Regions from separate parts of the Mus musculus genome. Here regions 2, 3, 4 and 5 are each linked to region 1. The links are chromatin contacts, called in public Hi-C, HiChIP or PLAC-seq and promoter capture Hi-C maps. All regions are on one chromosome and are shown on one strand. The core of a region is the stretch at or near the end of the contact, and the rest is flanking DNA. Distances in the headings are between cores, read along the strand shown. Region 1 holds the start of Cd96 (CD96 antigen). Region 2 holds the start of Cip2a (cell proliferation regulating inhibitor of protein phosphatase 2A). Region 3 has its middle 58 kb from the start of Gm41458. Region 4 has its middle 40 kb from the start of Gm5485. Region 5 holds the start of Dppa4 (developmental pluripotency associated 4).

Region 1 (5,584 bases), core at 1,384-3,883:
TCGTGTATTCACTAAATGAATGAAAGGTTCATGAAAGCAGAGAAATCGTTCCGTGGGAAGTTTATACTCACAGGGTTCCACAATGAGGTTGTAGACTGTAGTCTTGATGCCTTCTGGATACAGAGTAAAGATGCACTCATACTTTCCACCCAGGGCAGAAGAGATATTCCTTAAGTACAGAGTCCAATTTGTTACACCCTTCTCAGTTTCTGTGGCAGCCACTTGTGACTCACAGGCATGCTCCTGCCCACAGTAGAGGCCATATTGGGGATGATAAAGAGCAATCATGTCATTCTTATCTGTGACCTTGGACCACTGCATCTGTACCAAGAAGTTTTTCTCCTTTGTTTGGCAGGTCAAGTTGATGTCAGAACCAGGTAGAGCATACACGTCATCTCCAACATTGAATAGCTCTTCCCACACTCCTGGAAAGGAAAGATGTGAATAATTAGTTTGCGTTATTCCCCTGGGGTGCCCCTATAGGTTGCACACTGTGTGTGTGTGTGTGTGTGTGTGTGTGTGTGTGTGTGTGTTTAAGATAAGTAGAAGAAATTGTTGACACATGCCTATTTCTGTTTGTTGGTCTGTCCAAAAAGTAACTGAGGGTCACTGATGGTGAATAAAATTAAGTATCTTTGAAGACTGATATTTTATTATGTTTTTACCTATATGTACGAGTATCTGTCTGTTTGTGAATATGAATGCAAATGCCCACAGATCCATCATGAACTGGAATTACAGCTGGATATGAATTGCCAGATGTGGGCACTGGAACCAATCTCTACAAGTGCAGCAAGTGCTCTTAATTGCTGAATTCCCTCTTCAGCCTCATAACTTAAGTCTGTTTAAAGACAGAAGTGCCCCAGCAAACTTAGCATGAAGTCGTTAATACACATGCTTACTGTTGACCTTTCTGCATCTACATATATAATAACTAGTCTAAGTATAATAGTTTTCTTTTCAAACTTTATTTGCAAGTCTGTTATAATAAAGTGGGCTTTTATTTTAAAATATTATGTGTTTATAAGAGGCTTTTATACGTGCTATCTTTTAAATCTTCATGCTTCATAAGATAATATTATTAGGCTCCCTTATCAAAAAGGAAAGAAAAGCAGTGAGAAATGAAGTAGAGCATTCAGAGATGGACTCCCTTAAGAGAAGATGAATTCTCTTCACAATCAGTCACATCTGTAGTTTTCCTTTAGCATTAACTTCGCAACTCCAAACTGCTTCCTACATTCAGTCTGGCTGAGTAGAATAAGAAACTTGACATTCTCTCTGAGGATGAAGGGACCTTCATCTCCATGTAGTTACATCTCCCAAGGAGAAAGGAGCAGGTGCCTCAGGTAAATGTTCCCTAGGGTATCATCTCTAACCAGCTCATGAAACGCTAGATATGAAAGGTTCTTTCTCCCATCGGCAACCTGACTGCATGGTACAGACCACTCAAAATTTGTTCAGCACTGGGCCTTTGATATGTCTTCAGAAATGCTTCAGATGCCCTTTTCAAATTTACCATCACAGAAGTAATACATTACTGGGACAAGTCCCCCAGAGCTCACAAGGGAATAGATAAAAAGACAGCAAGCTGCTAAGAAGAAACAAAGACACTTGATGGATAGGAATTATTATACGTTTGTGGATGCACAGAGTTTGTGTAGACAGAGGTTATACATCTGAATGTAACTCCCCAGGAGTGACCCTTCAATAACATGCATCCGAGCCTATCTGGATCACCAGTTCCAACGTGTCTTTGATTCAGAAACTCTAGCGATCTTCATTGCCATGCATAGCTCGGGTTTTCAGCACGAATCTTGTATTGCGGGGTTCAGAACTAAGCTTTCCTCCTTCCATTTTGAAATGGACCTTTTAGGTTTCATTTCCCATGGTCATAAAGGGCTCCCCTTGGCTTTGCAAGGTACTCCTTGTATGTAACTGAGTTAGGCTTAACATAAATCCAACCACTAATGACATTAGTATTAGGGAGGAGAGACACTTGTTTGTTAATTTGAAAAGAAATGCCTGAGAGAGGATTAAAAGCTGAGCAAGGCTTTCTGACCACGGACATGATTATAGGGTGTCTTAGTTTTCTGCCGTTGTCTTTATAATGATCCAGGAACATTTCCTCTCCAAGACACACAATTTTCCCATAATTCAAGACTCTTTGAAGAGGAGAAATGGTAAAGAGAGACAAGAGCAATGGCGCTGTTTGTTTCCTCCTTAGGTTTTGTGCTCATTAGGAATCCTGTATCGACTCTAGCATCTTTCCCGTAGCTGCCACTTAAGCAGCTAACTGACAACCTTAGCAACAGCTTGTCCTTCAGTGATCGACTCCTGCAGCAGTCTTGAAGCATTTCAAAGGAGCAAAGGGTCCCTAAGCAGCCATCTGAAAAGACCAGCGTGAGCGGAAGTCTTACCCCTGAAAAACTGTATCTGGATGATGGTGTAAACAACACAATATGTCCATTTTCTCCCCATTGTCTCCCGAAGAGCTCACGCCAGCATTTCTGTAATGATCACAGGAGGCGATTGCTGTTTCTAGCTAAGCAAACGCTAGCCACCCTATTCGTGCTCAAAAACCTCAACTCTACCACAGGGTTGGGGCTGTTGATCGCTTGGCAAGTCCCCAGGAAATGAAATGCAGACAGGAAAGTAGTGTGGTTCAGGGCTAAGTATAACCTTCACAAGAACAATGTGGAAACTGTTCTCTGAAACCTTGCGCCTGTCTCACCTTTAAAAGACGCTTCCATATCCCAAGATTCTCTCCTTCAGTTTCTTTGTCAGTCAAGCTGCTTCTAAAATCGAAACAAAGGAAACTGTGCAGAGAAGTCCCCTTGTGCTTTTTATACATTTCCTTTCAAGAGCACAAAGTCCTTTAGCAAACACGAGCTTGCTGCCTCTTGTAATAGCTTTTCAGTCCAATCATAAGATATATTTTCTTTCCTGAATAGCCCCAGGGTGAAAGAACAATGGTTAACATATTTGATTTTAATAAACCCTGAAGAATAACTGGGAGTAATGTCAGCTATCCAACTGAATTTATTGTCTAGTTCCTTGTAGGTAAATCCACATTTCTGTGGAGGGGAGAAGTTAGGGGGTCTTTCCTACCCTTTGTCCTTACCAGTTTGGAGACCAAATGGGGAAATTGCTCACTGTCACAGCTAGGAGGCGTTTTAAATGAAGGTCTAAGAGCTTTATCTGGCTAATCCAAAAACCATAAAGAACTAAACTACACAGAGTGTCGGTGGGTATGTTAAGTCAGGTGGTCCTGATGACTTTTCCAGGGAGGGTTAGCAATTCAGATCCTTGAAGGGAGGACAGGAAGTGATGTAACTGCTCAGGGCATCTTTCTTCATCGCAGCTGGGAATTCTGTTAAGTCAGTGATGGGACTTAATAAAGCCTTCCAGGAGATGTGTTAGAAAGACTCTGATCTGTGACTTGGTGTCCCTATTAGACGAAGACAGATTATATACTTGGAGAGGAACTTTGTCACCTCTTACTACACCTGTTGTAAAACTGCAATAAAAACCCCAATTTACTGAATTCTTACTTGGAGTACTTAGACTCTTACTGCATTAAAATGAGGAAACTTTTAAAAAGAGAGCAGGAGAATGCCTCATTAAGACGAGAGAGTGTGATTTTTCAGAACTAGAGGTTCACTGTTCACAGAATCCCTGCCTTTTGCTAAGGTGGTTTATTAGAGGCACTTGGGTGTCGGTTGGTCCAATCTGTCTTAGCTATTTATTTGATTCATGGTTCATGATTCTAATACCTAGGAATTTCTGTGGCCTGAACCCATCAGATTTTTACTAATTTTCCCTTGGGATCCATCTAGACTCTTAGAGAAGACACTTCTCAGATGGCTGTGCCACACACGTTGAATGCATCTGTTATTCTGAAGTGGCAAGACCCAAGTGACAGCCCCTCCATGGCTGCCTGCTTGCAGCAGGTGGCAGCAACAGCCTGCAGACCAGAATGGCTATCCCAGGTGGTGGGAATGGCCCCCACAGCTTTTCTGTCTTGGTAATATTTTCTAAAGGCCCTTTCAGCAGGGGGATAGGCATTCTCTGTACTTAAAAATAACTCTTCTATGAAGCCATATCAATCTTTCCTGTTATCCTCTCTGCTCACCAAATCCCAAACCGCACAGCCTTTCTTCTGCCTGATATTCCAGCCTGCTGCATATGAAACAGAAGCTGTCAGTTTCACAATGTGAAGAGCAACCTTGAACTTCTTGAACTTCTGAGACAAATGCGATTATTTACAAAGGGGAGCTAGAACACACACACATTCATTTCTGCTAGAGAAGCAAGCCAGGACTGTGTTTGGACAACGTTTTTAAACAGTCTATGCAAATTACTCAATTCGAAGAAGATGCTTTGAGAAGTGGAAAGGTGAGCAGGAGGTAAACCCCCCCCCCCTTTTTTTGTGGTTCTACAGTGATCAATTCAAATATAACTAGATTTTTTTTTTTTTTTACCTACTCACATAAATTACTTGAAGTGTTAGGCTTTGTGAGCAGTTCCCAGTGTGCTTGAAAACACAGCACTCAAGGATTCGGTTAATTAAAAAATATTTATTGTGACCTTTCAGGGATCACTAAAGACATACATCTCTAGGTCATTTTAAATATAATGGAAAAATCATGGGCTTTCTTCTCCAGAAACCTGACATTCTGCTTGACATTATTCTCAGGAAAGAGAATCCTCCTGTGTCACAAAATGAAACAAACCAAGCTAAAGTTACACCCAGGTAATAAATAACTCTCCCTTGAGAGACAAAGGACATGCAGGAGAAAAGGGGGAGAGGCCTAGGGAGGGAGTGGCCAGGATCCTCTCAAGTATGGAATCTGAGTTTGGCCTTATGCTACAGAAGTCATCCTGGAAGAGACTGTTGAATGAGTTATTCCAGCAGAGGAAGTAGGAGATACCAACACTTGGGAGCCCTAAAGTTCAAGGCAGACACTGTGTGTGTGTATATGTGTGTGTGTGTGTGTGTGTGTGTGTGTGTGTGTGTGTGTGTGTGTGTGTAAACTGTTTGAGGCAGTTGCTGGATGAGAAACAAAGCTACAGAGAAGCAAGTTTGTAATACAGAGAACTTTCGAGTCCAGACTAGAAAGCATGGCTTCTCTTCTTCACTTGGAAATTAACATAGGTCTGGTTTTGTTGTCTTGTGTTTGTTTGTTTTTCTAGAATTTGCATAATGTGATATTGTTTTATCATAAAGAAACATTGAAAAGATGATCCAGATGTCCATGGGCAAGGTGAGTGAACGAAAGATAAAAAGGGAGAGTGCATTGAGTTTGTATAAGAATGGGTTCTGCAATAGTCGAACTTGGGTAGAGGAGGAACTCAAGGAACCCCAATCCTCAATGCTGAAGTATTTGCTACTGAGAGATTAAGAGAGATGGAGAGTCATTGCATTCTGTTGTGTGCCCACTGGTGACCTCACTGAGCACCAATAGATAGGTCCAATCAGTCACAACGATGGTCTTGGTTAAACTGTGGGTCACAGAACAAAACCAAAGTCAAGAATCTAGGAAAAGGACAGGTATGGAGGGGGTTGTTAGGAATTGGAAGACTA
Region 2 (5,584 bases), core at 2,310-4,809, 2.9 Mb after region 1:
TTAATTACTCCTCAAGTTTAAGATATTTATTAATAGCTCTGCTAAAACCATGTTGTTCACAAATACAAGTAGGAACCAATGGATAGAGTATCTTTAGCAACTGAAAAATATGTTGTCATTATACTTAGTTAACAGTGACAAAAGGGAAATAAGATATAAAAGAGGAAAAGAGGGCAATCATCAAAGGAGTGGCAGACCCTCATAAACTTGGCTTTCCGATTAACTGTGACAAAACCTACTCTCTATCTATCTTCAACTTGTTCTACCATGTAAGAAAATTGGCATATTACTATCCTAAAAAAGGGTTAATTTTTTTAGGAGAGAAGACAGATTAAGCTTTTGGATATGAAAATGTCCTTTCATATTAAACTATATTATGTGGTTTCGCTGTAAGATTTCTTCAGCTCCTGTGCACGAAACTATGGACTATGTAATATGTACACTGAGTACGCATCCCCTGCACAAAGCTATGAAGGATATTATTGTAATGCATTATGAAAGCTGCAAAACTAAGACAGAATTACTCATTACTAATAAATTACTGAGTGCAGAAAATCATGCAAAATGCATATTCTTTCCACTATTTTCCATGACTTCTAGACATACTTGACTTTATATAAGTATGCAAATTGAGTTCAAATAGGTCTGCTCAGACACAATCAGAAACAAAACCATATGAGCCTAATATTGGCCAGCAAATAGTATGCAAATATAATTAATTATATGTAATATTTCATAGTGAACTAGTCATATTCACCTTTGCTAGGCATTTTTCTAATCAATGAAGTAAATCAGAACAATTAGTGCCAGATATTACCTGTGGTACTGGAATGAATAATTCAAGCCTATCTGAATGATCTCTTAAAGTTAACCAGTTTTTAAAAAATATAAATTTTATTTGATCACACATCTCTAAAGAATTAAAAGTTTGAGAACACACTGAAAATATAAAAATCAATTAACTTGTTAGTTATATATAGGTATTATGCTTATATAAAATGAATAAGAAAAAAACTAAAATTTTAATTTAGACATATCCACTGCTTGCTTAGAAAAAGCTTCTTGCTTGTTCACAAAACAAGAATCTACTTATTACATAAATTAAACAAGAATTTTTTTTTTTTCGAGACAGGGTTTCTCTGTGTAGCCCTGGCTATCCTGGACTCACTCTGTAGCTCCTGACCAGGCTGGCCTCGAACTCAGAAATTCGCCTGCCTCTGCCTCCCGAGTGCTGGGATTAAAGGCGTGCGCCACCAAGCCTGGCTTTAAACAAGAAATTTTTATGAGCCATGCAAAGGACCTTACACTATTCAAAGAAGCAGGCCTTCAAACAGTTATTAAAAATGATTATTATACTCTGACATCTCATGTCTTTATCTAGGAACTGAATTAAAAATGTGTATTAATTGTGTGAAACAAAAGGTCAAGGCAAGACAGAGGGAAACTATTCAAATTATCAAGACCTCTACTTTTAACACAGTTATGAATTCTGTAAAATGGAAAGAAAAGTCTTAAGTACATTTCAAAAGTGAAAGGTGAATTTTATGGATTGACCAATAACAATTTTATGGACTGACCAATAACGATAGCTAAATTTTAGAACTTGATGGTTGGTAAAGGAAACAGAATAGTCATGTACCTCTTATTAATAGGTATTAATTAATAGGTATTCTAGATATGTGTCACTGAGTTATTTCACTGTTGCACAAACATGGTAAAAGACCACCAATACACATTTATAAGGCATGGCCTAAATATGATAAGAGATTTGGTAAACAACAGCTGTATGAAGATACTTCTGGTTTTACATGGCATATACTATTAAGCTTGTGTTTTGACTATGAATACAAGTGGTAATGATAAAAGTATGGATCAGTAAACAAATGAATCATTAGTAGTTTATTTGTGCCATCCATAACAGTATGTGCTATACTTTCATATGCTGCTGCTGTGTAGTTATGACACTGTGGCAAGTAAGATGTCACTAGGTCACAGGAAGAGATCATTCATTCAGCTTTCAGTTTAGTATGATCTAACTGGATCAGCATCACACACGCATCAGTGATCAAAGCATCATTTTGGGGATATGCCTGTTATGTCAATGGAAGAGATCATTTTTTTTTTTCTTTCTAGCACTTTGGCTTTGTAATAAAGGCTACTATTTCTGAAGCTCAATAAGAATTTACTGAATAAACTATCGTGTAAAATAGTCTACTCTTAGGTTTCACTTCATGAAAAGCCTAAAGCAGTAAAATGCAGAGACACAAAGAGAAAGGTGCAAAAATACTTGTCAGCAAACTGGCTGCTCTTCGTTTTAGTGATGACGCATTCCTCGTTTATGTAGTGAATTCCAACAGTACTTTCCTATTTGGACTATTATTAGATGGTTGCTTCTCCGCAGGCACCACGTCCTCATCTTTGTTCTGAGTGACAGTCAATCCCTAGCCCCGTTATACATGTTTGTTTAAAATGGAATGAATGAATGCATGAATGAATGCACTAGCTACAAACTCTCATGTGACTATCTCAACGGCACAATCTTTTTCCAGCCATCAGTTAGCTTTACTTTTATTTTCTTTTAATATGAACATAAATGACGTCTTTAAAAGGTACCAATACAAACGAGAAAAAAACAAAAAACAAAAAGGAACGTTCCCTGAATTCCCACAATTTCAGAAGAACTTAGTCAAATGGGCATTTACTCGATCCCACAACCTAGCTTAAGCTCCTGAACCAGTTGCTGACTCACTTCGTTATTAGATCCGTGCACATCATTACCTCCGATTAAAATAATAATAATAATAAAATTCTCAACGGTGCCTTTCTTTCTTTTTTTTTTTTTTTTTTTTTTTTTTTGACGCCACAGAAATGTGCAAAATAATCACGCCAGACAAGAACAGGCCCCTCAGCCTACAGACATCAAAGCTGACAAGAACGCGTCCGGGAGCGACTCCGGGATGCTCTCTCTCTATGGGGGGTTCTGACAAATCCTACCGTAAAGTTCCGGCTGCCTCATCACGGAACCCCGACCGCCACAGGTCTTAGCCTGCGCGAGTCGCCTGCGGCCACCAGGGACCAGGGCCGCAGAACCTGAGGCCCCTCTCCCGCCGCCTCCAAACCTACGCCCCCACCCCCAGCTTCGGCGGCTCCGAGTTCCTCACCGTGTCTAGACTAGGGGGGAGCGGCCGTGTCTCGGGCAGAGGCTGAGGCACGCACGGAAAGCCGAGCCCGCCGCGCCCAGGCCGAGGAAGGCCCGGGGACCGAGCCCGCGCGGCACGGAGACCCCCGTTCGCCCCAGAAGCCCTCCACAGAATGAGCCCGCACGAGCTCGTCTCGCGAGATTCCCGCGTGTTCGCGGACCTCCAGCCGAAACCTCGCGGCCTCTCCGCCAAAGGGGGACTGCGGCGGGGGTGGGAGGGGATGGCTCCCTGCCACCTTCCCGCAACCCCAGCGCCTGGAACCCAGGCCCACCCTGCCAATCACCGACTGCAGTCCCACCCGCTGCTCCCAGACTTCCGGAGTCCGACCGGAACAGGAAGCTGCCAGGCGCAAGAGGGGTGGGGCTTAAAAAAAATCAAAAAATGCGCGGCGACCGCTGAAGACAGAGGGTGGCTGGTGTCGGTGGTCGCTGACAGGCCGGCTCGTCGGCATGGATTCCACCGCCTGCTTGAAGTCCCTGCTCCTGAGCATCAGTCAGTACAAGGCCGTTAAGTCGGAGGCGAACGCCACTCAGCTGCTGAGGCACTTGGAGGTAAGGAGGTTCGGGGTGCGAGTGGGTGTCCCCTCCTTCGGTCCCCTCCTGTTTTCTTGTGGGGCCGGAAGATGGAGGTCTCGCCCTGGGCAGACCTGCAGCTGCTTCGCTGTCCTTGCACTGGCGACAGCGACTGGGTGTGCGCAACGAGTGGGTGCCAGGAGGGGATTGTGTACGGACCCAAACCAGGAGGCTTTGGGGTGTATGCGAGCGCAGTGTGTGTGTGTGTGTGTGTGTGTGTGTGTGTGTGTGTGTGTACGGACCCAAACCAGGAGGCTTTGGGGTGTATGCGAGCGCACTGTGTGTGTGTGTGTGTGTGTGTGTGTGTGTTCCGGATCTTTTTTTAAGGTGCTGTATTAGTCAGGGTTCTCTAGAGTCACAGAACTTATGGAGTATCCCTTTATATTAAGTGGATTTATTGTAAGGACTTAAAGTTTCGCTCCTACTAACCCAACAAGTGGGGAAGCTAGCTGTGACTGGGAAGTCCAGGAATCTAGTAGTTGCTCACTCCCTCAACACTAGTTGTTTTCGCTGGTCATCTGTGTAAGCGGGAATCCTGAAGAAGTAGGTTCCAACTGGAAAGTCAGTGTAAGCAGGCAAAGAAGAGTGAGAATTCCCTCTTCCATTGTCCTTATGTAGTCCTCCAGTAGGAGGTAGAGCCCAGATTAAAGGTATGAATCACCACACCTGGATTTGGAACTTGCAATCCCAGCTGGCCTTGAACTCAGGAGACTTGTCTCATTCCCCTGGGATTAAAGGTATGTACTACCTTGCCTGGGCCTACGCTTTTCATGGCCACTATGCCTCGAGATCTGGATCAAAAGCACATCGCCCCATGTCTGAAGCCTGTGTCTTCCAGCCTCAAGATCTGGGCAGATGTGCCCTCCATTTCTGGATTTAGTTCATTCCAGATGTAGCCTTAGTTGACAACTGGAATAGATATCACAAGTGCCTATTTTCTATGTCTGTTTTGTTTTCTTTGTTGAATATTGAGTGGCTTCATTCACCGAAGATAATCAGGGCAATTCATTCAGGTTGTATGTATAAACAGGACTCCTTTTTTTATGTGTAAGTATTTATGTAGATATTTATGTAAGTGTTCCACGGATCCAAAAATACATTTGGATTGTTTTCAGAACTGTGTGGAATTAAGAATAAGTGCATTCCAGTCATATATTTTTATTATGGTTGAACGCAACCCTCTTTTATAAACCTACCAGTAGAACTATCAGGTCTTAAGGGCTTATGTTCCTCTTTTTGTTATTTTAATATTCTTTTAAATGTTTGTCTGTGTGTGATGTATGCGCATGTGTGGGCAGGACCCTCAGAAGGCACAAGGCTCTGTTCCCTGGAGCTGGTCTTGATAGCAGCTGTGAACTCCTTGAGGTACTGCTACTCCAACTCAGATTGTCTGCGGAATAGTGCATGCACCTAGCTGCTGAGCCATCCAGCCCACATCCAGTAATGCTTCATGTTGCTAAAACGCCTTTCAAAAAGACCTTGGCATTACGTACTAGCAGTGCATTGATTTTGCCATCGCGCAACCAGGCCCATCCTTAGTTCTTAGTATTTACCGTTTTTGAGGGTGATGTAGTTTCCGAGGATACACAAATATTTATCATGAGAGACACGATTAGTCATTCGTCTGCACTGCTGCTGCAGTGTGACTTTATAACCCCACACAGTGTGACTGCAGTGTGACTTTATAACCCCACACAGTGTGACTGCAGTGTGACTGCAGTGTGACTTTATAACCCACACAGAACCTGTGCTTGGAGTCATTTTGCTCATGTTGGTCTAGTCTGATATTCGATGTGATGGCATTTCACATCA
Region 3 (5,584 bases), core at 1,347-3,846, 2.6 Mb after region 1:
TATCACATTGGCATAGAAATGCTGCAGAAAGCATTTGCATCCAGCAAAGTTGAACTCTGCTTGCTTGCAGGCTGTTCAAGCCCTCAACAGCCAGAAACCTCTAAGTCTTGAGGCCTTTACAACATGGTGCTTCATAATATTGACATAGACCCCAGTGCTAAAGCTTCTGCTCTCTGGCTGACATAGCTAGGAAGTATCATTTACTTAAAAGAACGAAATTTCAAGGCAACATTGGATGGTTCTTGGGTTTTATAACTTTACTATTTCAGTGTTCTATACTAAGTGCAGTTCGACTGAGTAAATGTTTATTGGGTGTATTTCTTTTTAATGTGTGTTGGTTGGTACTTTCACATATATAAAAGACTGTGTAAGGGACTTGGGTGAATATGGAATTCTTACATCATGTTTGTTGTTCACCATGACAAAGGAGAAAGAAAACACCAATGGGTTCGCAAAAACAATAAAATCTTTCATTGTTCCCACCACATAAGCAGAGTCACTGATCTATCAGGGCTACCAGACAAGGACTGGGGAGAATTGTTTCTTCTGGCAGTCCAAGTAGGAGCTGAAGAGGACCTATAAGTATAAAACCTGCAAGCATCTGGGCCAAGTTACAGTTGTAATTTTAACCAATCAGGACTTGGGGATTAGGGACTTCCCCCAGTGATCCATCCTTATCAAATGACATTGAATGTAAATGATGTGTTTTTGCCCAACCAATCAAATTCAGTTGCTCTTTCTGTTGTTAGGAACAAGAAAACTTAATTAGTTGGGGCTGGCAAGAATGCCCAGAAAGAAACTCTGAGCTCTTTTAATTCTTAAGTGTAAAAACATATATACAGACAGATAGACAGACAGACAGACATTTGGATGGATAGATGGATGGATGGGGTAGAGTCCAACCACGACACAATATCACACCATCTTTATTTTCTCTGGCATTTTTTTAATAGACAAAAGTTCTTAGAGAAAATAGCCTCAAAGAAAAATGTCACAGAAAATAGGAGTTACAGAAGGATGTTGATATTAACTTCAAAGCAGAGCTGCATTCTATATGCTCATTATAAGTCCAAAACAACAGTTTCTCATAGCTTTATCTTATCATAGTGCACAACTGTGGCTTCACCCTTGGACCTGCATGCTTTTCCTTGAACACAAATTTGTCCCAAACCTATTCCTCTTTTTAGTATAATTATGAAAGCTCATTGTATTTCTTATTATGCAGCCATTACTTAAGCTCATTGCATTTCTTATTATGCAACCTTTACTTTCTATTATGAGGAGTGGGCACATTCTATTCTTGATTCTAACTTTATTATATCTTTCTAGCAAAACAACTAAGACCATCTTTTAAAATTTTCTTCCTCATATCAAAGAAAAAACTGAGAACTGGGATAAGGGAGGCACCCAGGAATCAATGGGGATGACCTCAGCTGTGACTCACAGCATTGGGGATGTGGAACTTGAAGAGGCCACCTCTTGTAGCCAGGCAGGAACCCCAGTGGAGCAATAGAGACACCAACCCACCCACAAAACTTTTGACCCAAAATTTATTTTGTCTACTAGAAATGCAGGCATGGGGAATGGAACAGAGTCAGAGGGAATGGCCAACCAATAACTGTTCCAACTTGAGACTCGTAAGCCCATGGGTAAGCACCAATCCTTAACACTATTAATGATACTCTTGTTATGCTTGCAGTCATGGCTGTCCTCTGAGAGGCTCCACCTAGCAACTGACTCAGACAGATGCAGGCAACCACAACCAAACTCTGGATGGAGGTTGGAGATTCTTATGAAAGAATAAGAAGGATTTTGGCCCCTAAGGGGATAGGAACTTCACTAGAAAACCAACAGAACCAACTAACCTGGACCCTTGGGGTCTCTCAGAGACTGAACCACCAACCAAAGAACATGTCCTGGCTGAACCTAGGCCTCGCTGCACTTATAGCAGATGTGCAGTTCTGTCTTCATATGGGTCCTGAACAACTGGAGAAGGGGCTATCCCAAAAGCTGTTGCCTGTACATGGGATATGTTCTTCTAGCTGTGCCGCCTTGTCTGGCCTTAGTAGATGTGCCTACCCTCACAGAGACTTGATGTACTAGGTTGGTATTGAAGCATGCAGTGGTCCCAGCTGGGTAAGACCATTGATGGCATTTCTAGTTTGACAGCTTGCTTATCACATTGCAATTTCATGAATGCTAGTCAGCAGGCACGAAGCTTCTAATTCAGGTTCATCTTGATTTTTCTGTGTCCTATGTCCAAAGTGTGTGATGTCTGTAGTATTGAGTCTTCAGATCAAGTTCTGGTGGGCAGCCAAAGGCAACAGCAATAGCTTGCATTATTTCTGGGGCCTCTGGGATCTCCTTGGCTAACATGAACTCATAGGGAATGATAGAACAGCTGGCATTGCAAATGAAATCCCTATTTCAAATAAGCAGCAGAAAATGGCATCATCAAATAGGTAAAAATTGCTGTAGGTTTTGTCCTTGTTTTTGATCTTAAAGGTATAAGAGATTGGAGTAGAGAGAACAGATGATTTCAGAACACCAATGTAAAAAGGTTCAGTTTTTCTATGAGGAAGTGGGGTATATGGGTATTTTAAACAGTGTATGAAATGAAATTTAAGTCATCAAGGCAAGATGTTTGATACTATCAATGGAGCTGCTTCCTGTGCAAAGAAAAATTAGGTAGAGAGTAGCATCCCTGGAAGAAGTATGAGGATTCTGTTGTCCTTAGGGAAAGAACTATCCTGAGAGAAAAGTGTCTACAACCCCAGATAATATGAGCCAGAAGAAGGCAGCAGGGCTTTTTGCTTGCTATCTGGGGTTAATTCTGCACGAGCAAACACAGCTGCTAATAATAGGAGGACAGCGGTTAGAAGGCCCCTTAAGACAAAGAGGTGTGGATTAAAAAGAGAAATGACGCAGGCCTAGAAAAATAGCTCAGTAGTTGAAAACACACTGGTTTTGCAGAGAAACCATATTCACTTCCCATCCCCCATTTTGGACCGCTATCAATCACTTGTGACATTAGCCGCCAGGAAATGTGCTGCCTCTGGCCTCTGTGGGCACCCACAACTCACATGCACAGACCCACACACAGGAACATGATTAAAGTAAATAAATTTAAAGTGCCTATAGAAGAAAAATGATATTCAGACTAGAGCTTAGGTTAAAAAATGGGACTTCTGAACTGGAAGACTATGACAAGAACAGATGTATCACAGTTCCTAAAAGGCACTACAGAATTATGTGTGCTATTATTTCCCCTGGCTTTAAAAATCACATTTTAAGCAAAAATCAATACACACGTAAAACTATGCATGTATATGTATATATGTATTGGAATAGGAGTAAATCACTAAATCCTGTATTTGGGGAATTAAAACTGATAAAGTTTTCTTTAAATGAGAGATTATTAGGGGTGTTTGTGTTGCCTAATGTAAGTGACTGTCTACTTACTTTCCTGTTGCTGTGACAACACACACACCATAAGTGACTTAGGGGAGGAAGGCTTATTTCAGTTCACAGTTCCAGGGTATATCTCTCTGTCATGGTGAGAAAGGCATGGGGCACTTCAGAGTGCCATCTCCCTGGCACCTTACCCATCTAGGAAACAAATAATAAGACTGGAAGCAGGGGCTGGAGAGATGGCTTAGCAGTTAAGAGCACTGACTGTACTTCTAGAGGTCCTGAGTTCAAATCCCAGCAACCACATGGTGGCTCACAACTATCTGTAATGAGATCTGATGCCCTCTTCTGGTGCGTCTGAAGACAGCTACAGTGTACTCACATATAATAAAACTTAAAAAAAAAAATAAAATAAAAGGCTGGAAGCAGGACCATATAATAGCTCTCAAAGTCTGTCCCACAGTGGTGGCCTGAGCCACTGCTGAGGCCCCATGTTCCAAAGGTTTCATAATTTCACAACACAGTGCCATAACCTGTTCAAAGATATACAAGCTTATGTGGGGAGACATTTCACATTCAGCCTATGATGGCGAACCATTACAGGTGTCAATAAGTGATGTTAAAATAGTTTCTGTTGGATAGAGACAGTCCTGTGACACAGAGGATCAAAGTGAGGAAGTAATAAAGACAGAAAGTCAATATTTGCTTAAGTAGAAGAGGATTGACAGCCGTGAAGCATGCAAAGGAGAAGCCACTGCAGAGGAAATTGTCTGGTCACATTTGTACAATCCAAAGCATGTAGACCTCAAATACATTTAAAAAAAGCCCCCCCCTTTAAAAAATACTTATTTAGTGGTGTGTGTGTGTGTGTGTGTGTAAATGGGATGTGTGTTTGTGTATGTGTGTTTGTGTGTGTGTGAGTGCAGGTGGTGTGTGTGTGCAGGTGGGATGTGTGTTTGTGTGTGTGTGTGCAGGTGGGATGTGTGTGTGTGTGTGTGCAGGTGGGATGTGTGTTTGTGTGTGTGTGTGTGTGTTAGTGCAGGTGGTGTGTATGTGTGTGCAGGTGGGATGTGTGTGTGTGTGTGTGTGTCTGCTTTGAATTCTTCTAGCCTGAACAGTCACAGTCAGCTTTACTTTAGGCCCACTCTACCAATGGTCACTGCTCTACAGGAACATCCCTTAAGTATTCTGTGTTCACATTGGCTGGGAAGACATGCTCAGAATGAGAAACTGAATGGAAAGGTTTGTAAAACCAGTACCACTGTGACTGAGAGAGACTCCAAGACACAGTGACCTTGGAAGGCTGAGAGGGACAGGGCCCATCCTTGCCACTACTACTGCACTTACCCTGAGGGTTCTGGATCAAGTAGAGGATATGCATTATGGAGAATTCCAGAGCCTTCCTTCTTACCTGGCTAGTGAGGAAGGGGTGGAGGGATGGGCTCTCAGTGGCTGCTGTACCTCCTCACTCACCCCTTCCCCATGTATCAGTAATAAACCAGTCAGTTTCAGGGAGTGGCCCTCCCATGCTTTCTCTTGAGGTTCTTAGACACTTCTCAAGTTGTTAGATATATACTTCTCATTGTGTTAGTTCCAACAACATCACTTTTCATTATCGAAAGGTGGTTTTAAGACAAAATAACAAATTTGGGGAAACTTCTAAATCAGGCCTGGTTCTTAAATGGAGACAAATGGGGTTTATGTTGTCCTTTCTCTCTCTCTCTCTCTCTCTCTCTCTCTCTCTCTCTCTCTCTCTCTCTCTCTCTCACACACACACACACACACACACACACACACACAAACACGTACACTGAAATTAAGCAAGCAGTTCTATAGGCTTCACTACCCAGAAAGAAGCAGCTCACATTTTACCATGCTCTGTTTGGAATTTTTCCTGGTGTGATTCAGGAAGAGTTGTGCATATTTGTTAGAAGAGCTTGCTATTTAAAGGTCTTAGTCTACCATCTCCAGATAGCTCCCTTGAGCTCAGAACAAAACAGAGGACTCCCGTTCCCAGCAGGACTTCCTCTTCTCTATCTTACCTACCTACCCCCACACTCTACCTGAGGAGTGTCAGGTAATCCTTGGCCAAATTACAGGTCCAAATTCCTGGAACGGGTTATCCCCAGTACCTTAAACCTCAGTCAATGAAACCACTCTATAAAGAACCACT
Region 4 (5,584 bases), core at 1,464-3,963, 2.3 Mb after region 1:
TCCAAATATGTGGAATGAATCTTCAGATATCTTGTGGAGGGCATGGACTCTGGCATGCAGAGATCGGTAGCCAATGCTCCTTGAGATGCCACTTCTGAATTGGGCTGCTTTATGAGTAGGCGAGATAAATTTACAAAGGAAAGTGGGGTTCTGAGCTCATCTCCCAAATGTACTCCTGTAACAGGAGAGACTTATGCAGGTTCAGGGGCTAACCTCGGGTCACAGGATAACTAATGCCACGGTGGTAGTAGAATCTGCCTTCTGACCCATTTCTCAAATACACCCTGCTTTAGCTAGTGCTGTTATCATTTACTCCAGCTGGAGACATTAACTCCATCTTCCTTATCCACTAGGAGGTCAAATATATTCAGTGTACTTCAAAGCCATCCCCTGAACAATGCATGTGCCTGACGGGCTCTGTCTTCTACCCATCCCCCAAGGTTCACTTAAACCCCACTAACAGTCTTCTCCGTCATTTCCTATTTCTCTCTTTTCAAAGCAGGGGTTATTTTTATTAGTTTTACATATGTGTACGTGTGTGTGTGTGAAGGGAAGCCATGTGTATGCATGCTTGTGAGTCCAGAAGACCGTCAGGAGCTGTAGTTACAGGTGTGAGCAGTTATGGGTGCTAGGAACTGAGCCCTGATCCTCTAAGAGTTGAAGAGCAGCAAGTGCTTTCAACTGCTGAACCGTCTCCCCAGCCGTGTTTCCTTCCCCTCCCCTCCTGTTTCTAAGATTTCATTTTGAGTTTTTAAATTGTGTGTGTGTGTGTGTGTGTGTGTGCGCGCGCGCGCGCGCGCGTGGGCGTGAGCATATGAGTGTAGATGCTTTTAGAGGCTAAAGGCATTGGATTCCTCTGAAATTGGAATTATGGGTACTTGTAAGCCATCTAAAATAGGTGCTAGGAACTGAACTCAGGTCCTCTGGAAGAGGAGCAAGTGTTCTGAATGGCTGAGCCATCTCTTTAGCCCCATTTCCCTTTTAAAACTCATCTCTATGTATGTTTTCAACAAAGTAATGGTGTCCTTTTGGGCAAAGACATTCCAATTCTTCAATAATCAATCCTCAGTCTGTTCAAAGAATCTCTGCGTGTATTTTTTTTTTTTTTTTTTTTTTGCTTATTTATTTTTACTATACAATGTAACAATTCCAGCCTGGCAGTCACAACATACCTTCCAAGTCTCCATGTCATTAGGATTCGATTTGTGACATGGCACAGGAAAAAGCTATCAGTATCTTATAGAAGATGCAAATTTGAATACATTAAAAACAGCTATGAAGTAGGAATTCCAGGACAATGTAGTAACCCTGTGGTCATCAGTGTCTAGAGCCTCTATCTTACTACCCTTGATACATGGCTTGAATTCTTTTCTTTTCTTTTTTAAAGATTTATTTATATTACATATATGAGTTCACTGTCTTCAGACGCACCAGAAGAGGGCATCCATTACAGATGGTTGTGAGCCACCATGTGGTTGCTGGGAATCGAACTCAGGACCTCTGGAAGAGCATTTGGTTCTCTTAACCACTAAGCCACATCTCCAGCCCTCTTGCACTCTTTTTATTTTTTGTTTTTTCAGTGCTGGACCTCACACATGCTAGACAAGCCTTCTACCACTGAGTAATAATGTCAGCCCATTGTTTATGTTAACAGCATATATAAACTATATATTATTAGGTAATGATGGACTTCATTATAACATACTCATACATGTATGTAATGAATCCCGATCATTTTCATCTCCCTGCTACCCACACTGATCCCTTTCCTCTTTCTAAATCTCTCTTCTGCTTTCCTGTCTCTTCTTGATGACGCCATGAATTTCATTAGAATTACTTACTGGAGCATGGATACAGCTGTGATTTCAGGAGCGTGGGAATATTACCATAGCTACACCACTGAAGAAAATGTCTCTCCTTCCTCTAGTAACCATTAACAACTGCCTATAGATTCCCAAGTTACTGGGCTGCAGGAATAAAACAGAATGCAGAGAGCATTCAGAAGGGGCTGCAGTCTCTCATTTCGATTTCCCTGTCATTTTCCATTTGTCTTCACATGGGAACAGCCTTCATGACAGTTTTAACTCTCAGGACCAAGACCCCAAGCCACACTGAAAGGACTGGGGTTTATTACCTCCATTTGAACAAGCCAGCATTTTAGTTACAAAATTAAAGTTATGCAAAGACATGTGGTACAAGCAGAGAGGACATCCCAGCAGAATTGACTGATGGTCGGGTCAACTCAGAGACATGGAACAATGCTGGAGAAGTTGACCTACAAGCAGAGTAAAAGATGGGAATTCTAGTCTGAAGCCCTGACTGAAAGCATCTCTGGGCAGCATTCGCAGGACCATAAGTCTCAAGGGTTTTGGAATTCTGTGGGGTCCTGGCTCAAGAACACTGTGCCCTTTAGTAATGGCTCCTTGTGTGGCATGAGCTGTGACACTAGTCTTTGTTTCTCATTAATTCCCAAAGATCTCCCTCACTTTCTCCCTGGGCATTACACACTGCAAAATGTGAGGACTGGGCTTTACCACAGCACCTTCGTCACCAGGCAGCGGACCGATTTTCTTTCCTCCAGATGGTCCTCATAGACTAGCCAAAGAGGAGACCAGGCTGGCCATCTGTTTCCTGTTGTCTTTTTAAGTTGCCTGGCCACTCAGCAAGGCTGACATAGCCCAGGGCACCAGCTGTCAGCCTTAGCTGCCCCCAGTTGGCCTTGCCATACTTTGTCATAGTAGGCTGGATAGGACAGGGGCCTTGCTCAGAACAGTTTGACACTCATGAGGAAAGATGGTTTGTTCCTCGTCCGTTCCAACCAGCTTGCCTTATGGCAAATATAAAAGATGCTTCCACGTCCTTAATGTCCACAAGCTAGGGATGGTGGTGGTGATTTGGGGGAGGGAAAAGGCAAGGATTGTGTGGGTAGGCAGAACAGATTGTAACATAAATCTGAATTAATGTATCTGTAAGAGATTTGATTATAATTTACAATTTACCCTTCTGCTTTTGGTTTGCCTCCTATTCTTTCTAATTATACATGTATTTATTTACAGACAAAATAAGGATATAGTCTTGGTATAAGTTTTGTACACACAGCTAGAAAATTAAGACGATCACCTACTATCCTGCACACCATAAGGAAAACTACTATTTATTTTGTTAAGTCTCTGTTTGTTAAGTGCTCTGTATGCAGAAATGCCTTAACTACACCCTCTATATTGTTTCCTCTGTGGGCTTTATTTCTTAACATCACAATATCAAATATTAAACACTTTTGATGAGTAAGTAACATCACTGTGCATGACTATAGCAGAATTCGTGTGGCTATTCTTTAATTGTTGGATGTTATTTTTTTCCCCATTTTGTTTTTATGTTAGATCATTCCATAAGGAATAGCCACATATAAACCACATTTAAAGTGTGTCTACTTCCTTGGCATAGGATGAAGATATCAGTTCTAAGGGACTGGTTACTGCACTGTTAAATTGCCTCAAGAAGAGTATCAGTGTCTTCATTGCCTTTAGTGGATTACATTGCCTTCAACAAGAAATTGCCTGTTTGCGATCTTCCTTCCTTCCTTCCTTCCTTCCTTCCTTCCTTCCTTCCTTCCTTCCTTCCTTCCTTCCCTTTGTCCTTCCTTCCTGATCCATTTTTTTTTTCTTCCACAAGAGCCATCACCGAAGGATAGATGTGAGCTAAAGAAGCTAAGACTGATACAAAGAGCCAGACACTCATTTCTGCCAGGTTCCCATAGTGACCTGGAGTGTAATCCGAACCTGACTCAGCAGGAGGAAAGGATGGTGATAATGCTTCATCCTGTGCCTGAGAGGGATCCACAGAGCTCTGCATCCCAGGAGGTGCTCCCTTTTGAACAATCTCCATTTCCATTAGCCAACTCTGCGGGTATCATGGCTGGCTCTGGGTCTTTAATGGCTGCTTTCAGTGGCCAGGTGGTCCCACCTACGGGGAAGAGCACAAGTGCTCCGCAGAGTGGAGAGTTGTTAGCCCAAGTTGGGCATGGTGGTTGGCTCTCAGAATAGAGATTCCTCAGGGGTACTGGCATCTTGTTGAGCATCCAGGCTGCTTCATGAGTGAGGGTCACACACCAGCCTTTTGTGAGCTTGCAGAGACAGTTTAGAACGCCCCAAGTTGATGCTGTACAGTCATGTTAGACTGTTGTTACAACACTCACCATCTTCAGATTTATGTTTATTGAGCCTTTCAAGTATCCAACCTGTCAGTATAGCCTTTCCACCTCCTGCCTGGCATAACCGTACTGTCTTCTCTGTGGGACAAACCAATTCTTGCCAGGTTAGCTCTAGTCTAGTTCCTTCAAGTCACATGCATTGGCAATCCTGGGCTGCATTTGTCTTTGTCTTTTTTTATATCTCTATAAAATTCCAAATGTTAGGTCCATAATAATTATCACTGATGTCAAACATTTTGTCACGTGATCATCTTCACTCTTGTATTTTCTCCCTAACTTGTCTAGATAAGCAAGTCTGGTGGCTTCAACAGCATCACAGTTTTGTCAAAAAGAAGCTTGAGTCTTTGCTTTATGCTTCTATTCCATTCCTTTCCTTGAGCTCTGGCCCTTCATAGCAAAAGTCCACTTCATTCTCTAGGCAAAACATGACTCAAAGTCTGTCCTATCAAGATCTGAATCTGTTCTAGCATTCCCTGTCTACACGACACCCTGTGACGTCCTTTCTTCTTATATCAATCCCAGATCCAAATTTTCCATTGCTCTAATCTGTCTGCTTATGTTCGTTTTTTTAACAGTTTTATCTGTGCCCTCCTGGATGGCTTAGGTGCCTTCTAACCTCCTTTAATCGATACCATGACTAAAATAGTCTTTGCAAAACCCAAGTTAAACCATGCCATGCTCTGTAGTCGTCGTCGTCGTCTTCTTCTTCTTCTTCTTCTTCTTCTTCTTCTTCTTCTTCTTCTTCTTCTTCTTCTTCTTCTTCTTCTTCTTTTTAAATAGATTTTTAAAAAGATTTATTTATTATTATATCTAAGTACACTGTAGCTGTCTTCAGATGCACCAGATCTCATCACCAATGGTTGTGAGCCACCATGTGGTTGCTGGGATTTGAACTCAGGACCTTCGGAAGAGCCGTCAGTGCTCTTAACCACCGAGCCATCTCTCCAGCCCGTCTTCTCTTAAACTAATGTGGCTTTTTATTAACCCCATAAAGTTGTAATATTGTGGCAAAATATATAGAGAATTTACCTTTTAATTCACTCAGTGGCATTAACTACATGCATGTCGTACAGTCATCACCGCTGGTTCTAAAACCTTTCATTGCGTCTAGATAAAGCTCTGTAACCATTTTCAATTACTTTTCCTCCACAGCTCCTGTAACCTCTAATCTATTTTACTTCCTGCCTATGAATTTCTCTCTTGTGCCTATTTTGTGTCAATAGACTCATAGCATATTTAAACGTTTTATTCGGGTGTCTTTGCTTAGCATTTTTCCACGGTTCATCTTTGCTGTAGTATGTGTCATAAAATCATTGTTTTGATTACCAAGTAGTATTTAATTGTATAAATATACAGTATTTGTTGATCCAACCA
Region 5 (5,584 bases), core at 1,510-4,009, 2.2 Mb after region 1:
TATGTAGATCAGGCTGGTTTCGGACTCAAACAGATCCACCTGACTCTAGGCTGATATTAAAAGGTGTGTGGCACCATGCCCACACTCACCAAGACGTACTTTCTAATAATCTCGACTAGTAAGTTATTGGCTACAGAGATAAGAGTGCTGGGGTTAGGGCTGGAGAGAGCTCAGTGGTTGAGAGCACCAACTGCACTTCCAGAGGTACTGAGTTCAATTCCCAGCAACCACATGGTGGCTCACAAACATCTGTAATGGGATCTGATGCCCTCTTCTGGTGCATCTGAAGACAGTGACAGTGTACTCGCAGGTATAAATTTTTTTTTTTTTTTTTTTCTGAGACAGGGTTTCTCTGTATAGCCCTGACTCTCCTGGAACTCACTCTGTAGACCAGGCTGGCCTCGAACTCAGAAATCCTCCTGCCTCTGCCTCCCAAGTGCTGGGATTAAAGGTGTGCGCCACCACCGCCCGGCTATAAATAAATCTTAAAACAAACAAACAAAAAGATCTGGCTGTAGGACTTAAAAAGAATTCTGTTCTGGGGTGGGTGGTGGGGAATGGGGAGGAGGGGGTGGGGAATGTAGGGTGGGGGTGAGCAATTTACCTGGGGATTGGACCTAGTTCACTCAGTATGCTAATCAAGCACTCTACCACTGTGTGGTCTGCCCCTGTTTATTTCAGACACTTAGTTTGTCTAGTACAGGCTAGCTTCTAACTTGAGATTCATTTACTTCACCGCTCCATCATACTAGCTACAGGTAAGTCACAGGTCTTACCTCTATGAGGTGGCAAGTGTAGATCTGAATCCCACAGTCACCACTTCTTTTTTTTTTTTTTTTTTTTTTTTTGGTTTTTCGAGACAGGGTTTCTCTGTGTAGCCCTGGCTGTCCTGGAACTCACTCTGTAGACCAGGCTGGCCTCGAACTCAGAAATCCGCCTGCCTCTGCCTCCCGAGTGCTGGGATTAAAGGCGTGCGCCACCACACCCAGCTCAGTCACCACTTCTAAACGCACAGTCTCTCACTTCACATCTCTGGTCTCTTGCAGAGAAGAGCCCAAAGGAACTTTTCCTGTTTGCTTGGTTGGTTGGTTTTGTTGTTGTTGTTGTGTTGTTTTGTTTTTGTGGGAGAGGGTGGTGCTGACATCGGAAGAGAGAGTCTTGATCTTTATTTTAAGCCAAGCTTGATGTTCATTTACTGGACAAGCAAGTTACCAGTAGTTTCCCACAAATCTTCGTCATCTGCAAAAGGGAAACCAACAGCGACGGAATTTTATTACCAGGATTCACGACATACTCAGTAGACTTTAAAAACTTTTGGGGGGGGAAGGAGGGAATGTCTGGTGGTGGGTGGGACGTGCATTTAGTCCCAGCACTCAGAAGGCAGAGAGGCAGGAGGAGCTCTGTGAGTTCGAGGCCAGCCTGGTCCAGGACAGCAGGCTACACAGAGAAACCCTGTTATCAAATACCAACCAACTAGCAACGACAAAACCTTTTAACAGTTGGCAGAAAAAAAAAAAAAAAAAAAAGGGCTGGTGAGATGGCTCAGTGGGTAAGAGCACCCGACTGCTCTTCCAAAGGTCCAGAGTTCAAATCCCAGCAACCACATGGTGGCTCACAACCATCCATAACGAGATCTGACTCCCCCTTCTGGAGTGTCTGAAGACAGCTACAATGTACTTCCATATAATAAATAAATAAATCTTTAAAAAAAAAAAAAAAAACAGTTGGCAGATAGAAAGTTACAGTTTTGAACCAGGCTCGGTGGCCTGAATTCCAGCCCTGGGGAAGCTAGAAGATCAGAAATTCAAGCCCTGGCCAGGTGTGGTGGGGTACACCTTGAATCCTAGCAGTCAGGAGGATGAGACAGGAAGACCTCAGTATGCTGCAGGTCCGTGGAGACTTCAAAAAAGGAGGGTTGGATGGGGAAGAATTAAAAGAGTTGTAATTTTATGGGCTGGGATTGTAGCTCAGTGGTAGATTGATTGGTGCACAGAAACAAAGCCCAGGGTGAGCCCTGAAACCACCAAAACAATGCAACCCCCACCCCCTGCCATCTCATGGAAAAGGATTTCTGGAGCAACTGGGTTGTTTTCATTCCTGTTCAGGATGCTAATTCCATTAGATAAATTTGCAGTCTTTTCAGAATTCTCTAGGAACTTCACTTTCCCTTAGCAATATTTAGGTTCTTTCTTTCTTTCTTTCTTTCTTTCTTTCTTTCTTTCTTTCTTTCTTTCTTTCTTTCTTTCTTTCTTTCTTTCTTTCTTCCTTCCTTCCTTCCTTCCTTCCTTCCCTTTTTTTTTTTTTTTTCTTTTTTCTAAGATAGAGTCTCACTATGTAGACTAGGCTGACCAGGAGCTCAGAGAGATCCACCTGCCTCTGCATCTCTAATGCTGGGATTAAAGGTGTGTGCTGCCACGCCCAGCAATAATTACAGTTTTAAATATCCCAGATCTACAGTTGCCAGGAGCAGGGGGTAGCAGCTCACACCTCTAAATCGCAGTATTCCGGAGGTTGAGACAGTACAATATACAAAGCGCATTTCTGGCCAGGCAAAGAAATGATAAACTCTGCCTCAAAAACAAAACAAAACAAAACAAACAAAAAAAAATTCGAGGAAACAAGCCTAATAATTAAACCACACAAAAGGGGATTTTATTAAAATCAGCCACAAAAGGAGATTTTAGCATCACAATTTTGTTGAGGGTGGGACCAGAAGGGGAGGGGAACGGAAGAGGGCCTCAAGACAACAGGAAGTAGGAGGAGATTTTGAAAAGCCGGCTGAGGTCAGAGGTCTTTTGGAAGCTGGGAGAACTTTCTTTCGGAGGATTCATCTATTCTCAAGATGGAGACTGCTGGAGACAAGAAGGTGAGAACTGTTTTTACAATTTGGCTTTCCAAATGAGGGCCCCTCATTTTTGAGTATAGCCAGCCATTGTTTGGAGAAGAGAAGAATGAGCGTTACAATTTGTTACAACCTTAATTGTTTTTTTAAAAAAAATTATTATTTAAAGGCAGGTGTGTGGCTTGGCGGGCCCGCTCGAAGTGGCCTTGCGCGAGACCCTGGGGCCCGGGTGTAGATGTGTTAGGAGAGGAGGGTGTGTTTTGGAAGGAATGCTTTGTTAGGAAGGAATTTAGAATCCCGTAGCTGGTCCCGGGATAAAACAGGGTATAAACTGAGGCTTTGGGTAGCCTCGGAAGGAGTCCCCAGTTAACCTGAGAGGACCCGAGGGCTTAACCCAAAAGTGCCTGCTACAGGGCTTCCAGGCCCCTTAATTTATCCATAGGCCCTCAGAATCTATGAATTTTGACATGGCAGACCTGCTGGTTCCTAACTGTAGTAGCCAGGATAGGATGCTGAGCACTTTCCTGGACTCCTCCCCAAGAAACCGCCAGCCATTTTCATCTTTCTTTATTGTAAGAATTTTGTTAAGTCCTAAAGTGAATCCTTTATAAAGAGGTTGTGCAAAAGTAAATCTTAGTCCTTGGGAAGCCGGTCCCTATTGTGATGGGAGAGAACTGAGGTGTCAAGTAACAGGAAATGCTAAATTGTCACTTCCACAATTGCGGGGGTGGAGGAGGGGGGGGGTGGAAAAGACCTAGGTTTTGGAGCTAAGTGACCTGGTGGTTTTACTTATTTATTTAGTGAGTTATTGTTTTGTTTCTCTGTAGTCCTGGGTACCCGGGACTCGCTCTGTAAACCAGGTTGGTTTGCCTCCCGGGTGCCACCCTCTCTTTTCTTTCTGAAACAAGGTTTCTCTGTAGCCCTGGCTGTCCTGTAACTCACTCTTGTAGACCAGGCTAGCCAGGAACTGAAGAGATTCGCCTTCCTCTGCCTCCCGAGTGCTGGGATAAAGGCATGTGCCATGACCACCTGGCTTTAATAAGCTTTTAACTTTTGGCCCTCCATGTTGAAAATACAGTAGTGGTTCTGAAGTTATATAAAGATTAAATGAGGCAAGGAGTGTGTTTAGTCGTGTATATGCTGGAAGAGGCTTAATATTTGTTAGGTTTTTTTTTTTTTTTTTTGGTGTGTGTGTGTGTGTGTGTTTCTTTCTGTGCTTAGGGATTTTTTTGTTGTCGTTGTTGTTGTTCCCTTAATTAAACTGAATATTTATTATCCATCCTCAGCAATAAAAGGGAGAGGGACCCCATTCTTATGGAGTTTAAAATCAGATGGAATTAATTGACACATGGAAATGAGGTAACATGTGGTAGATTTTTGAGATTCCAGCAAAATAACCCTTGAATTGAGACTCGGAGGACAGTGAGGTGTAAGAACTGAAGGAGGAGTGGGTGGGTCCTAACACATCACCAGGCTGTTTTAACAATTGGAAACTGTCCCTAGGCCATGTCTGAGAGGCTCTGAAGGGAAATCAAGCCACGGAAGTGACAGTGCCTTTGGTACATCACTCTGGCTACAAATTTCTTTGGGTGAGCCTAGAACCAAGGACTAGGGGAAACAGTTTTTGGGTGTGAGACTACAGAGTAAGGTTTTCTTTGTCCAAGAGTGGACCACTATCCGGTTGCTTTCATTATCTTCTGTTGCTCTGTTCATACCTATTTCATCCTTTAGTTTTATCCTGTAGCCTAAGCTTGGGTAGAGGAGGCACCAAGGATGTGACAGATCCGTCACATCCTTGGTGCCTCCTCTGCATTCACTGCACAGGTGCTAATACAGCTTCAGTTTGGATTTCTTCCTTCCTTAAGACAGTCCCATAGGGGGCGGGCCTGTGGACCAAATCCCAGCACTTACCCTGAGGCAGGCGGGCCTCTGAGTTCAAGGCCAGCCTGGTCTACAAATCTAATTCCAGGACTGCCAGGGAAGCTACTTAGAGAAAAACCCTAGCTCTAAAAAACAAAGACGAAGATAGTCTTACAAGTCTGGGCTGGCCTGGCCTTGGTCCTAGCCTAGGGTTACAGTTGTATGTCACCAAGCCTGTTTCTTTTTCTATTCTTTTTTTTTTTAAGATTTTTTTTTCATTTACATTTCAAATGCTACCCCAAAAGTCCCCTATACCCTGCCCCCACCCTGCTCCCCACTTCCTGGCCCTGGCAATCCCCTGAACTGGGGCATATGATCTTCGCAAGACCAAGGGCCTCTCCTCCCAATGATGGCTGACTAGGCCATCCTCTGCTACATATGCAGCTAGAGACACGAGCTCGGGTACTGGCTAGTTCATATTGTTGTTCCTCCTATAGGGTTGCAGTTCCCTTTAGCTCCTTGGGTACTTTCTCTAGCTCCTTCATTAGGGGCCCTGTGTTCCATCCAATAAATGATTATGAACATCCACTTCTGTATTTGCCAGACACTGGCATAGCCTCACAAAAGACAGATATATCAGGGTCCTGTCAGCAAAATCTTTCTGACATATGCAATAGTGTCTGAGTTTGGTGGTTGTATATAGGATGGATCCCCAGGTGGGGCAGTCTCTGGATGGTCCTTCCTTTGGTCTCAGCTCCAAACTTTGTAACTTCTTCCATGGGTATTTTGTTCCCCATTCTAAGGAGCGAAGCATCCACACTTTGGTCTTCATTCTTCTTGAGTTTCATGTGTTTTGCAAATTGTATCTTGGATATTCTAAGT

Evidence for each region. Promoter capture Hi-C pulls out the DNA fragments that hold promoters and counts their contacts. Hi-C and Micro-C count contacts between places; a contact is called where the count stands out from the background. HiChIP or PLAC-seq counts read pairs in DNA pulled down with a chosen protein or histone mark.
Region 2: an H3K27ac HiChIP or PLAC-seq map of double positive thymocytes shows a contact between it and region 1, with 28 times the contacts expected there. The contact joins the promoter of Cip2a here to the promoter of Cd96 in region 1. A contact is called at or near these places in 4 of 39 promoter capture datasets (3T3-L1-derived adipocytes, cranial neural crest, hippocampal neurons and 1 more), 2 of 484 Hi-C or Micro-C datasets (CD4 T cells and CD8 T cells), 5 of 115 datasets of contacts at active chromatin or transcription factors (T-cell acute lymphoblastic leukemia, double positive thymocytes, epiblast stem cells and 2 more) and 1 of 9 other capture datasets (liver).
Region 3: an H3K27ac HiChIP or PLAC-seq map of regulatory T cells shows a contact between it and region 1, with 41 times the contacts expected there. The contact joins the enhancer-like site here to the promoter of Cd96 in region 1. A contact is called at or near these places in 7 of 39 promoter capture datasets (the 3T3-L1 cell line, cranial neural crest, embryonic stem cells and 4 more), 6 of 484 Hi-C or Micro-C datasets (CD8 T cells, cardiomyocytes, cerebellum and 2 more) and 7 of 115 datasets of contacts at active chromatin or transcription factors (T-cell acute lymphoblastic leukemia, double positive thymocytes, memory CD8 T cells and 3 more).
Region 4: a Hi-C map of cerebellum shows a contact between it and region 1, with 4 times the contacts expected there. The contact joins the enhancer-like site here to the promoter of Cd96 in region 1. A contact is called at or near these places in 4 of 39 promoter capture datasets (cranial neural crest, hippocampal neurons, pre-B cells and 1 more) and 1 of 484 Hi-C or Micro-C datasets (cerebellum).
Region 5: a contact with region 1 is called in a promoter capture Hi-C map of stem cell-derived epiblast-like cells, with 6 times the contacts expected there. The contact joins the promoter of Dppa4 here to the promoter of Cd96 in region 1. A contact is called at or near these places in 7 of 39 promoter capture datasets (the 3T3-L1 cell line, the C10 cell line, cranial neural crest and 4 more) and 2 of 115 datasets of contacts at active chromatin or transcription factors (T-cell acute lymphoblastic leukemia and embryonic stem cells).

Annotation. Positions count from the first base shown.
Region 1 is chr16:46,117,615-46,123,198 of GRCm38.p6, forward strand. It overlaps Cd96 (CD96 antigen), which reads right to left and starts at 2,634. Exons shown (of 15, transcript NM_032465.2): 1 at 2,418-2,634; 2 at 72-425. The coding sequence starts at 2,478.
Region 2 is chr16:48,990,629-48,996,212 of GRCm38.p6, forward strand. It overlaps Cip2a (cell proliferation regulating inhibitor of protein phosphatase 2A), which reads left to right and starts at 3,560. Exons shown (of 21, transcript NM_172616.2): 1 at 3,560-3,751. The coding sequence starts at 3,650. Dzip3 (DAZ interacting protein 3, zinc finger) reads right to left here and starts at 3,514. Exons shown (of 32, transcript NM_001110017.2): 1 at 3,162-3,514.
Region 3 is chr16:48,668,920-48,674,503 of GRCm38.p6, forward strand. No RefSeq gene overlaps it. Among named protein-coding and RNA genes, the nearest start is that of Gm41458, 58 kb to the left of the region's middle. Within about 2 kb of position 2,597, at least 39 of the 459 cell types and tissues checked have an H3K27ac peak or open chromatin away from gene starts, as enhancers often do. A contact at or near this core is called in CD8 T cells and regulatory T cells, where this site is marked.
Region 4 is chr16:48,370,003-48,375,586 of GRCm38.p6, forward strand. No RefSeq gene overlaps it. Among named protein-coding and RNA genes, the nearest start is that of Gm5485, 40 kb to the right of the region's middle. Within about 2 kb of position 2,714, at least 9 of the 459 cell types and tissues checked have an H3K27ac peak or open chromatin away from gene starts, as enhancers often do. A contact at or near this core is called in cerebellum, where this site is marked.
Region 5 is chr16:48,280,976-48,286,559 of GRCm38.p6, forward strand. Dppa4 (developmental pluripotency associated 4) reads left to right here and starts at 2,760. Exons shown (of 7, transcript NM_028610.2): 1 at 2,760-2,866. The coding sequence starts at 2,843.